Regions from separate parts of the Sus scrofa genome. Here region 1 is linked to region 2. Evidence: chromatin contacts called from public Hi-C data. All regions are on one chromosome and are shown on one strand. The core of a region is the stretch at or near the end of the contact, and the rest is flanking DNA. Distances in the headings are between cores, read along the strand shown.

Region 1 (6,242 bases), core at 3,589-6,088, 520 kb before region 2:
CTCATTGTCTCACCCTTTCCCTGCACTACAAACCTCACGGCACAGGGTTTAGTTGTCTGGGCTTCCTCTGTGGGGAGGCCACCTCTGCTCCCAGAGTGAAGCTAATGCCAACCCTGGGGGAGCTTGCATTCATCACCACACCGTAAGGAACATGTGCAGACATTTTCCCACCTGTGCCAAGTCACGCAGCTGGCAAATGGCAGGCTCAGGATTTTCACCCAAGCCAGTTTTTACTACAGTGGAAGCTCTCCTTCTCAGCTCAACAGCTCCACTCCTGGGACCAGGGCATCAGAGCTTCCTCCTCTGGAAGGAAAGACCCTAAGATGCTCTCTGCAGACCACCTGCCAGTCTAGTGACTCAGCACATTCTGCCCCCTGAATTGCCACCACCCTCCAGGTCAGCACCTCAAAAACTGTGCCTGAACTCACTGCAGTAAACTTGCTTTTCAGGGCCTAAGGGCAAAGGGATGTGCCATCCTCTGTTTTCAGAGGTGTTTCTGAGTGGCTGGTAAAGCTCATGGGCAGGAGTCATTCTGATGAAAAACACCACCCAAGCCTTAGAGGAATATCTCTTTGAAGAACATGAAGAAAGGGCCCAGCTTGTGGGGCTCGGCAGGCTTTGAGGTCAGGGCTTCTGGGAGAAAGTCCCCAGGTTTGGGGTCCTGCTGAGTCCTGCTGACTGAAGCATATTGGTTTACTTTGCACCTTCCTGCAGGACCTGCAAGAAAACCCACCTGAGCTCCACTGGGCTGCTCTCAGCTTGATTTAAACAAAAAAGTGTGCAAGTGTAAGTGGGTCTCTCTTTTTCTCTTCTCTCTCTATATGTGTATAAAAAGGACTGAGAAAGGAAGAAATGAGAGCTAAGAATATTTCTAAATGCAACATGTTACTTGGTTTCAATAAATTTGTTTTAATTATCTTCCATTATGTCCTTGCAAACCACCACCAAAAAAAAAAAAAAAAAAAAAGCTATCTAAGAGGTGAATTTGGTGTAAATTTATCCCAATCCAGTCCTTGAATAATTCACATTGTGGTAGGCTTAGGTCACCAACTATCAGAATATATTTTCCACATTGTCATATTTATTTTCTTGGCTTAAAAATAATTACATCTAGCAAGTATAGCACAGGGAACTCTACCCAATATTCAGGGATAATCTATATGGGAAAAGAATCTGATAAAGTGGGAGCAGCCCAAGAAATGGCAAAAAGACCAAAAAAAATAAAAGAATCTGATAGAAAATGGATGTTTGTATGTGTATAACTGAATCACTTTGTTGTATAGCAGAAATTATCCCAATATTGTAAATAAACTAGATTTGAATAAAGCTTTAAAAAAAAAGTATAGACGCTGGGAAAAATAAGTAAATGAAAGAATGTTTAAAAAAAAAAGTAATTATATCCACCCTAAATCACTATTCTCCTATTATGTCTTTAGTCTTCCTGCTCTGGAGTTGTTCAAACTAGGCCTCTGCTCATCACCAGCCTGGGCCCCAGGCTGGCTGGGGATTCTGCCTTTGGACACATAAAAGTCTACTACACATACAGCATCTTGTGAATCACGCTATTTTCCTGTATAACATCAAAATTATGGTAGCGTCACTATCTTATCTTTGGCAGGGGGGCCTTTTACCCTAATCATGCTGTTACCCAGTCCCTATTTTGGTGGTAATGATTTGATTCTAATGGACTGATGTCGGCCACAACCATGATATAAATAGATAAATGCACTTTGTCAATTTCTCAGTTCCTACAAAAGACAGGACACAAGCAAGAGCAAATTTTGGATGGGGAGACATGGTATCCACTTAGGCCCCTGGCCAAGGTCTTTCTAGAAGCATGAATCAGAGCCTACACATCAAGTTTAAATCTCTTTTTGCTAATGGCAAGATTACCTGCCTCCCCTTGTTGATGAAAGACGTCAATCATGAGGCCAGCCTGTGGGGATGCCAGACGGAGCTGTTCTCTTGAGGTAGATAACTCAGAAGTCCTGAGATCATCCAGAAAGAAAGGATGGGGCCAACTCTGCACTGGGGATCCCCCAGAAATCCCATGTCCATTTCAGGGGGGCAGGTAATAGACAATTACCAGCTCCCTTTTCCTTGCCAACAGTTTTCGGCCTCCTTTTCCTCAATCGTCGCCGCCCCAAAATGTTCCTTAATCCTGTAAAACACAAGACTTCATCACCTGCTCTGAGATGTGAAAATGCACAGAGCCCACTCTCACTCCAGCCCAATGGGATGCATGGCATGCTGCTTGGACTGCGTGTACAGCTGGCTAAACGTGGACATGTTCTCTGGTGTCAAACCTGCAGGTGTGGGCTTTTGGCTTAGCTTCTTTGGGGTTGATTTCTGATGATCATGCCCACTACCCAGCGGACAGGTGAAATACACATCGATGCTCTGATCTGAGCTTTAAGAAGTGGTCTGAGAAGTTCACTTTTTGAACAACCCAATCCTATTGACCAGGCAGCAATGCATCGATTTTCTGGCACCACCTGAATCAATCTGAATAAAACCATTGAGTGTCATGTAGAAACATGGCTGAAATCAGACATGTGGGATGAAATCCTTCTTTGCAACTCTAAAAGAAGATAAAACTCCTCAGATAGCGTCTCTGCCGAGGAGGTTATGCACAACAGCCTGCTTGCCTGCCTACCCTAACTCCCTGAATAGAATTCAACCTTGGTTCTAGTTTCATTCCTCAGGATCCCCTTCTTGACGTCACACTGAGCCCCCCAACAGAGTATTTGGGATTGCAATTGACCAAGACAGAGGACCAAAGACACAGGCCTGAGCTATCAAAAAATTTCTTTCTAGGAGATGATGAAATCCCTGTCCTCTAACTCAGGGGTCAAAGACAGATTGATTATCTTCTGAAGTGAAATTGATCCAACAGGATTTATATTAAATGGGGATTCTAAGCGAGTCCTGGCTAACACTGGTTGACCCACAACTACTTCCTAGCCTTATTTGCAACTGTTCCCTATGCCTTTCTACTCAGACAAAAGGGGAAGTGGAAGGTTATTCGGGCTCTTCCCTTCACCCAGCGGTGTGGTCATGTCCAATTCTACCCTTCCCCACTCATGCCCACTCCTTGGGCATCAATCACACACAAGTCCAGTTGATTGGGGGTCTCGTGTGATTTGGGTTTAGCGGGGTATTTCTAAGGACTCTCCTTCCTTGTGGCTCGGTTTTCTCACCCCAAAACTGAGATGATGGAATCCCATGCTCTCTAAGCTCCCTTCCTGCATTTGCCTGGTATGATTTTAATGATATCTGATGCTGGTTATTTGCACAGCACATGAACATCTTTTCAAGCAAATTTGTATCTATCACCTCTGTTGCTCCTTTTCTGTTGTTCTAGGGAAACCATCACTTCAGTCTCTTCAGAAGCACTGCCCTGTGAGACCAGATACCCAGAGTTCATCAGCCATAAAGAGGAAAGATGTTCACATGACTGTCACCATCATGCTGACCATTGGATCCTCAGCCAGTTCTAGACTCCCTGTGGCAGGCAGGGGTCCCCTCTCTGTGAGAGGTCACACCACCTGTCAGCATTTGGTGTGGAGAAGAACTCGCATACAGCAGTGAACTCGAACCATCTTGGGTTGAAAAGCAGAACTTCTCTTTCTTATAGTTCAGCTTTTATCAAGGCCTGAACAGGCAGCCAAAGCATTAAGGAAAGGGAAAAAAAGACCTTGGAAGGTTTTTGTACTTTTTGTTAAAAAAAAATATATATTATTTTTTTAAACACTACCAAAATCTCCTCCAAACACACAGACCCTACAGTATCCCTATTAAATTATATAGAGCGAGTCCAGCCCTTGACTGTCAGCGGGGCCCATCAGTCCTAATTTATCGCCCCAGGAAACACAGTACAATTATGGTAATAAATAATAATAGGATTCCGTACATGACAACATGAATGATGGAAGCTCTCAGAATTCATTTACATTGCTTTGTGTTGCAATCATCATGCCTCTAATGTAATGCCAAGCAAATGAGCCCCTTTGAATATTGTGCAATCTACTGCAAGTCAACTGGCACAAAACTCACTCAATAAATCATGTTCAAACACATGCCTGTAATGACAGGTAAATCAACAATGAAGTAATTGCATTTAATGTATTGAAATACTGGCCCCAAAAACAGTGACCTCAAAGTGACTTTTTATAAAAGGTATGATAGAGTTGCTACAGGGAGTAAGCTTCTTCTAAGAGGCACTGCTTTGCTTAGATGCACAGGCCAAAAGCCAGAGTGCTGTCCCCCTCCACACACAGTCCTTGATTTATCACCTTCTCTGAGCAGCAATTTGGGGACAAGGCTGCCGGAGGCTTCAGAGGGGCGTTCAGGAGGCTGAACGCAAAAGTCACAGGTGAGGATGGAGCTCAGTCTCTGGCTGTCCCCTACTCCCATCTTTGTAGCTGATGCAGGAGGGAGCCTGATGGGGAGAAAAGAGCACGAGGCTGGGAGTCGGGAGAGCTGCATCCGGGCCCCAGCTCCAGTGTACATGAAATCACCATCCATCTCTCGCCAAGTCCCTTCATCTCTCAGCCCCTCATCTGTAAAATGAAGTGGTTGGGACTGTCATCTCTGAAATTCATGCAATTCTAATATTCTACGAAGCTCTGATTCTAATTAGAGGACTTCACTTTGAAGCAGGCAGAAAAAAGTCCCCCCCCCCACCTCCAATCCTGGAGTGTTGAAGGCCCTGGTTTGAACCGGCATGCATCTCTTCATCATTTCTGTGGGTGAGGCCAAGTGTATGTGCTTCTAATTTCTGTGAAACTTGGGCCTGCCCCTTTCTGGGCAAGCAGACAAGTCTGAAAATAGGGCCCCAGGGGCCGTGTGGATGGATAACAGACAACATTGAAATGACAACCCTCCCCACATCCCCCCATGCATCCAGCCCAGCTCCCCTTGTCCCAGAGACACCATCAAGAAGAGATGAAGCAGAGCCTTTGCAAAGCCAAAGGCCACTTCAGGAACTTTCCTGCTCTAGGGAAAAATGCGTTCTCTACTGAAAGGCTGCAGAGCCCTCCCCCCACTGACATCCATCCCTCTTTAGCCTTAACCCTCAGTCCCTTACTGTAGTCAGAGTTGATCGATCCTGAGGACCCCACGCTCTTGGAGATGAGGGAAAGTAGCAAGGTGTGCAGGAAGTTGCTTTCAATTCGGAGTGCGAAAATCTGGCACATAGTGTATCTGACACGTGACTGTCCCCAACTCTCCCAGCTCAGCTGCTTCATCTCTAAAATGATGCCAGTACATGGTGTGCACATCAGGAGATTGTGAGAAGGACAGTGTGACACACTCGTGAACAGGCTTTGTTAGTTGGAAAACAGGATGCTCAAGTCTCATTTGTCTGATTAATTGGGAGAAAAGAAAACTCGGAGATCAGGGAACGGCATTCTGCACTCAGACAAGGCTTCCTCTCACCCAGACGTCATCTTGTTCATTGATCTGTGTTGTCTTTGTCTGACTCTCCTCATGAGGGTGCAAACTAAGGTCAAGAAGGCTTGGAGGGTCTGATTCATAGTGATCGTGCGTCCCCAGCACCCAGAACAAAGTGAATCCATATTTATTGAATGAATGAGTGAGCAATACATTTTCTTTTTTAGCAGTGATCTTCAAGGTATTGTTATTTTTATTTATTTTTCTCAGTTTTAAAAGTTTTATTGAAGTCTAGTTGATTTATAAGGTTGTGATAATTTCTGCTGTGCAACAAGGTGATTCAGTTATACTCATAGAAATATCCATACTGTCCCAGATTCTTTTCCCATGTAGATTATCACAGAATATTAGACAGAGCTCTCCGTGTTATACAACAGGCAGGTCCCCATTGGCCAATCATTGCATATATCTCAGTATGTGTATGCCAGTGCCAAACCCCCAGCCCATCCCCCCCACTTGTCCACTTTGGTAACAAGTTAGTTTTCAAAGTCTGTGAATCTGTTTCTGTTCTACAAATCATTTGTATCCTTTTTAGATTCCACATATAAGTGATATAAAATGGGATTTGTCTTTCACTGTCTGACTTACTTCTCTAGGTCTTACTTCTCTCTAGACTTACGATCTATAGGTCCATCCATGTTGCTGTAAATGGCATGATTTCATTCTTTTTTATGGTTGAGTAATAATTCACTGTATGTGTGTTTTCAGGAAAAAATATTTGATGCTATCCTTCCCCAAACCCATAAATACAGTCTCCTGCTTCATTCACCTTCCCTGTTGGAGTGAGG
Region 2 (6,287 bases), core at 800-3,299:
AATCACTCCCAACACACATCTGCTTGGGCCCTAGCAGGAGTTCTTGGCTGGCACTCACAGCTGAGCTGGTTACAATCATCAAGAAGGGGTCTTTCATCTCTTCCTGTCTCCAAGGGTGCCCCTCTTCCCAGTTCCTCCTCTAAATGCCTACAAAGGCCCACCCTCTTCCATTCTCACTTCCTCTCTCTGCAGAGCAGTCTCCCAAAGGCCAAATGACCTCTAAGACTGAAGCAGCCCTGCAATGGACATTTAAAATTGGTGTTGGCAGTGGCAGGGACGTTAGAGTACTCAGAAGCTGGCACGAGAAGAGATGGGGGTGGGGAATAAGGACAACCACAATGAAATAAGTGGGCCCCCCCTCCTTCTGGTACCCCTCTTGCTGCAATATGGAATACATCACCCAGTCAGGACATCCCCTGGCATTCATTGTAACCTAATTTTACCAGGATGAAAGTTAGGGTAGGGAAAGCCTGTGTAATTTTTTAGAGGTCTATGCATACTGTCTAAAAAACAGACGCATCCAGGGAGTACATTCAGTTGAGCGTATGACGGATAGGGCCTGGGAGTGGTGCCTGCTGCCTCCTTTACGGAACATGATAAAGGTTCGTGATTGCTATTTGTTATTTCCATGACAGTTGTTTCATTCTGTTGGAAGGACCCCTTTGAAATCATCTATCCCCGTCTTGGTTCTCATGTGATCGCAGGGCGTTGATCAACGAGCAGCAGAGTCAGGGACGGGTAGTCCTGGAGCAATATGCCCCGAGTGACAGGCCTGACAATCGGAGTGATGGATTCGAGCTGGGAAAGTGGTACTCCAAGCGAGGCAGTGACACCAGCGCGCCTCCACTGGTCGCTGAGAGCACGGCGAAGTGGTCTCCCCGGAGGCCAGAGCACAAAGACCCAGGTTCACCTTCTGATCCGCAGGCAGGGAACCTTAATGATGTCGAGATTAGGTCTATGTAAAATCTCTGCCCGGTGCGAGGCTGGCAATGCAAACTTTATTAGAAAGGCACCAGGGGAAGGAGGTGGAGTAGAGGAGAATACTGTTATTTTTAATACAAAGTTTTTAACTCCGAAATTTCCCTGGGAAATTTACCCCCTCCCCAGCCCCGAGAGAAGAAAACATGTGGGGGACGCATCTCTAGAGTTTGTATCCGGGTGCAGCACTTAGATTCCCCCAACCCCCAAATAGCAGCAAGGCTCTGTGCCGTGAGAGAATTTTATGCCTCTAAGCAGGACATTGTAAGAAACCTGAAAACACACTCAAAAACATCGAACCTATAAATCTGTGCGCCGGCGGCGCGCACAACCTAGGGAACAGCGCCTTATCGCAATCATTTCACCCCCTAAGGGAGTCCTCAAACTTGCAGGCTTCGGACAGGACTGGCTCAAAGTTATTGGAGCGCTTTACCCCGCATCCCGAGAACCGCTGCTGCCTCCGGGTCTCGAGCGCTTCCAAATGAGCCCACCCGGGAGAAGCCAATTAGGGGAAGAGAGCTGGACCGGAGCGGAGCCGGAGCTGAGCCTGAGCAGAGCCTGAGCAGGGCCGCAGCAGAGCTGGGTTCCCGAGGCACGGCCCGCCCCCAGGCCGCCTCGGGGAGAGGCTTGGACCTGACTGTAAGAGAGCCAACGCCGGGAGCTCCTACCCCACCCCCACCCCAGTCCACCCCACCCCAAACACACACGGCCTGAGGGTGACTGCCCCCGCCAGCACCAACTCCCCGCGGTGCGAAGGGAGAGAGAACAGAGCGATAGGGAAGCTAGCGAAAGACAGGGCGCAGACCTTGGGGTCACGGAGAAGTCCCCTGCTCTCCGGGACCCCAGGGTAGGGGTGGCCCAGTTGGGGGGAGGGGAGGAGTGCGGAGAGTGGTAAAGGCCGAGGCGGGAGAGGCGCGCGCAGGCGAGGCCCCTTTAAGGCTCTCCCCGCCCACCGGCGGCGCCGGCCTCCGCCCGCCGCTCTCCCCGCCCCGGGGTCCCGGCGAGAGCTGCGATTGGGCGGCCGCGGCGATCCCTTTGAAGTGTGGCTGCCGATCGCGGCTATTTGACGTGCGGCTCGCGGAAGGCGAAGGTTTTTGTGTTGCTCGCCGGGAATAGCGGCGGCGGCGGCGGCTGCAGCGGCGGCGGTGGCGTCGGTGGAGGAGGGGTGGAGGCGCAGCGGCTGCTGCACCGCGCTTGGCGCTGCGGAGCGAGCCCACCCGCCGCGGGAGCTCGCCTCCCCGGTGCTCCCCCTCCCTCCCCGCCCCCCCAGTGGCGCTGCCTCCTCCAAATGAGCGATTCGCCCGCTGGATCTAACCCAAGGACACCCGAAAGCAGCGGCAGCGGTAGCGGCGGAGGCGGGAAGAGGCCGGCGGTGCCGGCGGCGGTGTCTCTCTTGCCCCCGGCGGACCCCCTGCGCCAGGCAAACCGGCTCCCCATCAGGGTCCTGAAGATGCTGAGCGCGCACACCGGCCACCTCCTGCATCCGGAGTACCTGCAGCCGCTGTCCTCCACTCCCGTCAGCCCCATTGAGGTCAGTCGACTGGTCGCTGCCAGTCCAGCGCCGGCCCCATTCCGCCCACCACTGCCGGGCCCACGGCCCTGCTCCCTGCGCCCTGGGGCTCGGTGCGACGCTCAGGTCCGGCCACACTGGCGGACGGTGTGAGAAGGGACGGAGAACAGAGGGATCAGAGCCCACACGGTTCTCCCTGGGCTTTTCCGGAAAGGTTCCCCTTCCACACTCGCCTTTCGGAGCTACATGTTTTCTCCCGGATTGGGTTTGCTCTTGGAGTCTCCACTGGGTCTTTTACTTTTCCTCGCCACCCAGTTTCCAGGCCGGAGAAGATCTCTCCTGGGCCTCTCCCGCCCACCTCTCTCTACCCGGGTTTGTTCTCTTTGAAGCCGGATCGGCCCGGTCCTGCTCCGCCTCTGTCCCATCCGGTTAGAGCGCACTACGCCCCGGCACTCCCGATCCCAGGTCTTTCTTCCTCCCACTTCCCTGGGTGCCCTCCCCGGGAGGGAGGGGCTACCAAGAGAGCGCCAACGGCAGCCCTAGCTTCAGAACGCGCTTTTCCCGGCTTCTACCCCGCGGCGCCACCGCCTGAAACCCGTCCTAAGCGAAGTTACCCAAACTGAAGCAATAAGTTTTTCCCTGGGCATAGACTAGGGGGAGATTCGAGGGCAGGGGGCGAGTTACAGGCCCTCCCTCAGCCCTGACTCCAGAGAAGTCACCTTTGGTAGACTACTTCCACTGCTCTTTTCCCGGGACCGGTGGCGCACTCCGGGGACACCGAGAGCGAGGGATCTCACCGGCCGGCAGGGTTAGCGCAGTTCCGCCCAGCAGCCCCGCCCTCGCTCTCCAGACCCTGTCCCCAAGGTCTTCTCGCCTCGTCCGCCGCCTCGTCGGCTCCCCTCGCCCCCCCCCCCAGCTTCCCAGGCACCCCACTTGTTCACTCTCCCGAGCGGTTTCTCGTCTCACCCCCCTTCTCCCTCCCCTTGCCGCTGTCTCCCACAGCTGGACGCCAAGAAGAGTCCTTTGGCGTTGCTGGCCCAGACTTGCTCGCAGATCGGCAAGCCGGACCCGCCGCCCTCGTCTAAGCTCAACTCGGTAGCGGCGGCCAACGGGCTGGGAGCAGAGAAGGACCCCAGCCGCTCCGCCTCCGGCGCCGCCTCCGCTTCTGCGGCTCTCAAGCAGCTGGGGGACTCCCCGGCCGAGGACAAGTCCAGCTTCAAGCCCTACTCCAAGGGCTCCGGAGGCGGCGACTCCCGCAAAGACAGCGGCTCCTCCTCCGTGTCCTCCACCTCCTCCTCCTCCTCCTTGTCCCCAGGAGACAAGGCGGGCTTCAGGGTCCCAAGCGCCGCCTGCACGCCCTTCCCCCCGCATGGAGCGCCGGTCTCCGCGTCCTCGTCCTCATCCTCCCCTGGTGGCTCTCGGGGCGGCTCCCCGCACCACTCTGACTGCAAGAACGGCGGCGCAGGCGGCAGCGGGGAGCTGGACAAGAAAGACCAGGAGCCCAAGCCCAGCCCGGAGCCTGCGGCCGTGAGCCGCGGCAACGGTGGGGAGCCGGGCGGGCACAGCGGCAGCGGCACGGAGGCCGGGGCCTCCGGGCGCAAGTCGGAGCCGCCCTCCGCGTTGGTGGGGGCCGGCCACGTGGCGCCGGTGTCGCCCTATAAGCCGGGCCACTCGGTGTTCCCGCTGCCACCCTCCAGCATCGGCTACCACGGCTCCATCGTGGGCGCCTACGCCGGCTACCCGTCTCAGTTCGTGCCTGGCCTGGATCCCAGCAAGTCCGGCCTCGTGGGAGGCCAGCTATCGGGGGGCCTGGGCCTGCCGCCGGGCAAGCCCCCCAGCTCCAGCCCGCTCACCGGGGCCTCCCCGCCCTCCTTCCTACAGGGATTATGCCGAGACCCCTACTGCCTGGGAGGCTACCACGGCGCCTCACACCTTGGAGGCTCCAGCTGCTCCACCTGCAGCGCACACGACCCGGCCGGGCCCGGTCTTAAAGCTGGGGGCTATCCGTTGGTGTACCCCGGGCACCCGCTACAGCCCGCCGCGCTCTCGTCCAGCGCCGCCCAGGCTGCGCTCCCCGGCCACCCGCTCTACACCTACGGCTTCATGCTGCAGAACGAACCGCTGCCGCACAGCTGCAACTGGGTGGCGGCCAGCGGGCCGTGCGACAAGCGCTTCGCCACCTCGGAGGAGCTGCTCAGCCACCTACGGACCCACACGGCCTTGCCCGGCGCGGAGAAACTTCTGGCCGCCTACCCTGGGGCCTCAGGCCTGGGCAGCGCCGCTGCGGCGGCTGCGGCCGCCGCCTCCTGCCATCTGCACCTCCCCCCGCCCACCGCCCCCGGCAGCCCCGGGTCGCTGTCTTTGCGGAGTCCACACACTTTGGGGCTAAGCCGGTACCACCCCTACGGCAAGAGCCACTTATCCACAGCTGGGGGCCTGGCCGTGCCGTCCCTTCCCACAGCCGGACCCTACTACTCACCGTACGCGCTGTACGGACAGAGACTGGCCTCAGCCTCCGCTCTCGGATACCAGTAACTACAGCCCTGCCTCTCTCCCCAGCCTCCCCTCCCTCCCCCACCTCCCCTCCCCCCCTACTCCCGCTGCAGCCTCCGCCACTGCTTATCCTTGCTGGATCCCCCCCCCAGACCCTCTTCCCCACCGGACTGTGTATTTATTTACTATAATGTTAGCTTACAAGCTGGGAATATAAGTGCATTAACGGCCCACACGAGTCAATGGTATGCAAAAAGTCTGTTTCCCTCTAAATAATAATATTAATTACACGAGTAACTACAGGTTCCCCCGCCCCTCTTCCTTTATTTTCTGCTTTTCTTTTTCTTAGATGTAAGTTTTATTTTTTTTTTCCTTTTGCCTGTTTTGTTTGTTTGTTTGTTTTTTGATTGGTTTGGTTTTCGGGGGAGGAGGGAGAGTGGGGTTCTTTTTGTTTTCCCTTCCTGGGGAATTCTTGCATGCTTCTTAACCGTTCCAACTACATTTCCTGCTTCTCTTTCCCCTTCATTCCTTCTTGTTTCCGTCCATTAGCGGTTCTGTTGTTGGTTTTTTGTTTGTTTTGTTTTGTTTTTTTCCTTTGTACAAGTAACAGAGAGGAGATATTTTTTGTAAGGCATTTGGGGGTGCAGGGAGCGGCCTTGGGAGCTGGAAGTCTTGCACCCTTGTAGACCCGGAACTCAGCTCTGTGACTCCTCCCCGCCCACTTTCTCCCCGCAGGATTCCTGAGCTGCACCCTCCCCACCACCACCCCCAATTAGAGTCTGGCTCCCCTGTCTTGCTCTGAGCAAGAGTCAGTGGCCCTAGAGGCCTTCTACAGAGCCTTCCCACTTCCAGACCCTTGCTGTCTCCAAACACCAGTGGTCACACTGCCTGCTGGTGGGGGACCTTGCAAGGACTCATCTTACTCAAGAAAAAGTCCTTAGAAGGCCCTGCTGGCATGAAACTTTGCTCTTTAGAGTTTGCGAAGTGCTTTTCTAGTCACTGTTTTTCTCTCGGTCATCGGCCCCTGTCCTGGTGGTAGGGGCTGGGTCAGTGATTCTTGCTAGATCCTTCCAAAGCAGACCCGTGGTAATATCGAGCTGGTGATACAAACTTGTTAGCTGTTGGGGGGGAAGGTGGGGGAGTCAGGGAGCACGGGGATCATAGCGGTCCCCGCCCCTTCCCACGCCTTACCCAACAGAGTCCCCACAGTTGCCGTGGGCTCCCTCAGTCATTGGGATTGAAGACTCGCCCCCTGGGTCTTCTCCCAACACCCTCCCTCCCTCCTGGTCTTCGGCAGCCTCGCGGG

What was found. Hi-C and Micro-C count contacts between places; a contact is called where the count stands out from the background.
Region 1: a contact with region 2 is called in a Hi-C map of omental adipose tissue, with 2.2 times the contacts expected there. The contact joins the enhancer-like site here to the promoter of ZNF703 in region 2. A contact is called at or near these places in 8 of 47 Hi-C or Micro-C datasets (embryonic fibroblasts, fetal skeletal muscle, heart right ventricle and 5 more) and 2 of 2 datasets of contacts at active chromatin or transcription factors (alveolar macrophages and skeletal muscle).

The regions. Positions count from the first base shown.
Region 1 is chr15:49,219,502-49,225,743 of Sscrofa11.1, reverse strand. No RefSeq gene overlaps it. Among named protein-coding and RNA genes, the nearest start is that of KCNU1, 220 kb to the left of the region's middle. Within about 2 kb of position 4,838, at least 8 of the 83 cell types and tissues checked have an H3K27ac peak or open chromatin away from gene starts, as enhancers often do.
Region 2 is chr15:48,692,401-48,698,687 of Sscrofa11.1, reverse strand. It overlaps ZNF703 (zinc finger protein 703), which reads left to right and starts at 2,049. Exons shown (of 2, transcript XM_003133370.5): 1 at 2,049-2,509; 2 at 3,491-6,287. The coding sequence starts at 2,267. The coding sequence ends at 5,023. It overlaps LOC110256999 (a long non-coding RNA gene), which reads right to left and starts at 1,915. Exons shown (of 2, transcript XR_002339108.1): 1 at 1,784-1,915; 2 at 7-996.